Linked DNA regions of Arachis hypogaea: region 2 is linked to region 1. A link is a contact called in public Hi-C data. All regions are on one chromosome and are shown on one strand. The core of a region is the stretch at or near the end of the contact, and the rest is flanking DNA. Distances in the headings are between cores, read along the strand shown. Region 1 holds the start of LOC112758622 (linoleate 13S-lipoxygenase 3-1, chloroplastic). Region 2 holds the start of LOC112758639.

Region 1 (2,540 bases), core at 21-2,520:
TATACTCAATAGTCAATATCTATTTAATTGATTTAATTTAATACTCAATATTCATTGCTGGTTACCCAGGAACGAAATACCATTTCTCAAGGTAGATAGATATAAATAAGTTCGCTTGTTTAGAAAGGTTTGAATATTAAATAGAATTGGCGGCCAACAAGTTCAACTAGTTGGTATATATTGAAGAGTTTGACTTTGACATGAACATTTGAAGCTGGATCAAGAAAAAGGATAATCGTACCTTGTTAGAGAAGAAAACCCTCTTTCCAGGATGATCCTTGGTGGTGGGCCTTACCCATGAGTTGCAAGGGAAATGAAGTGGGCCAGAGGCGAACCCCTCGATGGTTATACTTTCCAAGAAGAACTCTCTCTGGTGTTTGTTGCTCACCGTAATCGCACCCGGATCCCCAAAATTGGAGTCCACAATGAATTCAGCAGTGTAAGTAACTCTCTCCGCTTTAACATTCGATTTCTTCGACCAGTCCTTCACCACTGCTTCCTTGCTCTTCTTTGGACCTTTCGTTCCTAAACAACACAACACAGCCCAGAAATTAATTAATTGTTTTCCTAATTAAAGTACTCTGAATTGGCAAGCATGGATGTTAATCATGATTATGAGAGAGGCAGAGAAAACGAACTATTAATTAATTAATCAAATAATTACTTGGATCAATGTCAGTGCTGATGAGCTCCAGGAAAATACATCTTCCTATCATGCTATCAGCGATGGCGTCAACATGCTTGACAACTGTCTCTTGAAAATCCTCTTTGATTTTGTTTCTCACCGTCACTACAGCTCTAACCTTGAACTGCACTGGTTTCTCTTTTTTTGCGTGCAAGGGGGCGGTGGCGGAGGTGGAGGCGGAAAGCGTATTAACCAAATCCTCGCTGACAACTGCTGCAGGAAACTTTGCAGCCTTCGTCAACCTCACAGATCTTGTGTTTTCCTTTCTCATTTCTATGAACTGAAACACTGGTTTTGATTTTGAATTTGTTGAGGAGGAGACAACCCATCGTGAGGACCGCTCTATCAATGAAGAACCCATAATTTCGTTTACAAGTGCCATCTTCTTCTGCGGAGGTAAGTGGAGGTGGAGTTGAGGAAAGCAATTTGTTTTGTTGGATAATATATATAGAGAGAAGCATCACCCATAATGTCATTGTCAGCACCCATGCCACGCGGTGTCTTTCAGAAAAATAATACTTACGAATGGTTGCTTTATGAATCATCCTGTGCTTTTTACCTTTGAATTCCTCTTCTTCTTCTTACTATTATTTTATTTTGATTGCAGACTTCAAAATAATTGGGCTCCCCGGTCAAACCGTGGTTTAAGCTAGTTAACGCCGTCTGTGGGCGGGAAACAAAGGGGAAAACGATTAGTCAATATATATATGGTGACTTGCTTAAACATGATTAATGAATATATATTTGAATTTAAAAAGTAGTTTAAATTTAGTCATTTATATCAATCCAATATTTATAATTGTATTCTCATGTTCTCAAATACAAATTCTATTCTTATAGAATATATTCCCTATTTGAAGCGCCATATCACCTTATTTTATAGTTTGTAATTTCCTAATTAATAAACTATTTTCTTTTGGTATTAAAGTCAATCTTACATTGTATTATTTTTATGATTGACTATATAATTTAATATAATATGATGATGATATGATTGTTTTTATAATAATAATAATAATAATAATAATAATAATAATAATAATAATAATAATAATAATAATAATAATAATAATAATAATAATAGGATTTATTAGTTAATGCGTGCTCTTTCATGTTAAGATTATTATTTTTAAATATTTATTTTAATAAATATCTAACAATATATTAAAAATAGACACAAAATCTTAAAAATATAACTTCTATATTTTTATAAACAAAATTTTAATATATATTTTTAGAACAAATATTAATTGAATGCATAATAATACAAGGTGTGGTTATTAATAAGCAAAAGAAAAAATTTTCATTCAAAAGTCAATCTTATAATATAATAATAAACCATGCTGACTTGAAAGCTAATTGACGTTGAAGGAAGAAAGAGGCAGGAACCAGCAATGCCAAAGGGTGAGGAGATAACGAAAAACCAAACGCTGACCAAGGCAATAGGACCTTTTCAACACTAAGTTTTCTTGCACACTAGAGTTTTCAAAACCTGGAAGGATGGTTTAAATAAAATTTGGCATGTTCTAACATGCCTACCCTTAGAGTGCTTGGAAACTTTTAACTTGAAAAGAGAATTTTATTCGATTCACATTACAAAAAAAAAACATTGACTAATGATAGATTTATTGTCAAATATTAGTATTGAGTTTATAGTCAGATTTACCAATAAATTTGACAATCGTCGAGAAAAAGAATACCGTCGAATTCTATTTTTCGATGATAAATTCGCCGGTAATTTCGCTAATAATATTTAAAAAAAAAAAGTAATTGACGTGTGCATTACTGTCGAATTTACAGGCGGATAAATTCAGCGATAATTTAGGTTAGTGAAATATTATATTTTGAAGTATCG
Region 2 (2,540 bases), core at 28-2,527, 170 kb after region 1:
GCATCTAAGTCCAGGGATTTGGGGGCATTAACTCCAATGTTATCAGGAAGTGCTGGACGCTCTGACACTTCTAACATCTGCATCAAATCCTTGGGTTTGCCTTCGAAACTGTGCCGGCCTGGAACTGGTCTAACCCCTACAAGAATTGGGACCGGTGTACCGGCTTCAATTCTATCTACATAAAAGAATTGTCCAAGCTGCAGCTGATTGTTCAAGATAAGCTCATTGTCCTCCTTTGAGAGAGAAACGTAGGTAGAATGAGAAGAGTCAGATACTTTTATGAAGAAACCTTGGTTTGGCCACAATTCCGAGCCTGATAAGGCAGGGACAATGCTGATCACCTGCAGAAGGAAGGAGCGGTGTTCACCGCCAACTTTTACGTTGGAATTCATACTTTGGAGAAGTTTGAGAAGTACTCCCGGTATGAGGGATGCCATTCTTCTTCCCCTTTCTTCTAATTCCTGGCCTGACTGTTTGATATATGGAAGACGAGTATACCTGTCGAATAAAAATTAATTTGATGAAAGTAGAAAAATCTGATTGATTCATTATAGTTTGTGTTAAAACATATGAGAACTAAGCAACAATATGAATTGCTTGGAACTAAAATAAGAAAAGCATTGTATTACCTGGGAGCGTGAGTGAGAGTAGGAGGAGAATAAAAGTAAAAGGGACAATGCAACCTAAGAGGAAAATGGGTGCAGAGTGCAGAGATAACAAGCTAGTTGGTTGGCTTCCAAAACAGAATGGAATGTCCTCTCTCTCAAGTCTCAAGTGCCTTACCTTAACCAACAATGTCCAAAGCTTTGCATGTCAGTCACGTAACCATCAAAGTCTCTTGGCTTCAAAGGGAAGGGACTTATTATTATCATCATTATCATCAAAACTCAAACATTCTGTGAGACTCACAATGACAAATCAGCAACTTTATTATAAATGAAAGAAAGAAAGAAAACTATTTTGGTGGCCGGTGGGGATCAATACGGTCATGTTTCGTTTTTAAGTTAGAGGAAATGTAACCATTAAGTTTAGGTAAGGATATTCTCATGTCAATTTCTTGCGAATAATCATTTGAAGCCATCACCATTCTCCACAGTTGATGGAAGATCGAAATTCAAAATTCGTCGTTTCCTCCTTGCAGATATTTCTTTTCCTAGCTGCATCTTGTAGTTGGAAATTCTTTTCTAAAAATATTTGTTTATTTTATTTTTTATCAAAAGCTACATCTATCTTTATTTATTTGAAAACACCCAGAAAATTAATTATCTATTGTAATCTACAAAAGAGTGTAGTTTGTGTGCTCATAAAATATACATGTACATTTTATATAATAAAATAGTGCCACAAAAGAAAAAGATAATAATCATAATAATAACAATAATAATAACAATAATAATAATAATAATAATAATAATAATACACTCAAACTAGCATCTTTTTGTTAAAAAGAAAAAGCAAAATATATTTTCTGTTCTTAATATTGTTGAAATTCTTTAAAATTATCTTTGATATTTAATTCGATTAACTTTTAATCTCAACGTTTGAAATAATTCTAGTTTTATTTTTATTATTAATTTTGTAGCCAACAATTTATAAATTTAATTTTCTAATGAAAAATACTAAGGGCATCAAAATTTATTATTTTTTGTGATTACTTAGTCATTAATTTAATTCTTTTAATATAGTTTTTTTGTCTATTAATCTAACATATTTTATATTATACTTTTAAGTATTGATGGTTAGACACATTTTATTACAAATTTAAATGTGGCAGATATGAAAAAGTCATCCATCCGCGCGATCCAATCAATAGTTCAAGTCACACACTCCCATAATCCATTTTTTCTTCAAAGAATCCCCCTCAACTATTAACTATTCGTATATGTCAAATAAAAAAATAAGACACTAATTTTGTTAAGTCTTAAGTTGCAGGAAAATATCCAAATACATGTTATTTTTTTTAATAATCCATATTTGTAGCAATGAAATACTTTTGTTCCTCTCCAAAATAAAAAATAATTGATTAGAAATATCTAGGATATATATTCTCTATAAAGGACCAGAGATGCCTTGTTTACGTATCATTGAAAAGTGCATCAATATAAATACAACAGTAAGAAGCGGTAATACAAAAGTATGTAAACTATAAAAACGAGTCAAGGTAGATTGTCCTACATTAACATTTTCTCTTAATAATTCCACAATAAACGACTATTCGGAGTAGGGGTGTTCAAATCCAAACCGATCCAAATTAAACCGCTCATCCAATCCGATCCAAACCGAAAACCGATTAAAACTGCACTAATTCGGATTTGATTGGATTTTATTTTTTGCAAACCGCTGGATTGGATCGGATTTCGGATCTACTTTTCATAACCGATCCAATCCAATCCAAACCGCACAATGTGCTATAATATTATTATTTTATTATTATATTTACAATTATACTTATAACATGTTCAATTTGTTATACATTTTTCTATTATTCATGTATTATTATTATTTAATAAATATTTTATGTTCAAAATATTATTTATTTA

The links. Hi-C and Micro-C count contacts between places; a contact is called where the count stands out from the background.
Region 2: a Hi-C map of leaf shows a contact between it and region 1, with 2.6 times the contacts expected there. The contact joins the promoter of LOC112758639 here to the promoter of LOC112758622 in region 1. A contact is called at or near these places in 2 of 8 Hi-C or Micro-C datasets (both in leaf).

What each region holds. Positions count from the first base shown.
Region 1 is chr16:25,562,582-25,565,121 of arahy.Tifrunner.gnm2.J5K5, forward strand. LOC112758622 (linoleate 13S-lipoxygenase 3-1, chloroplastic) reads right to left here and starts at 1,271. Exons shown (of 7, transcript XM_025807335.3): 1 at 665-1,271; 2 at 242-525. The coding sequence starts at 1,067.
Region 2 is chr16:25,733,730-25,736,269 of arahy.Tifrunner.gnm2.J5K5, forward strand. It overlaps LOC112758639, which reads right to left and starts at 1,278. Exons shown (of 5, transcript XM_025807349.3): 1 at 630-1,278; 2 at 1-498. The coding sequence starts at 437.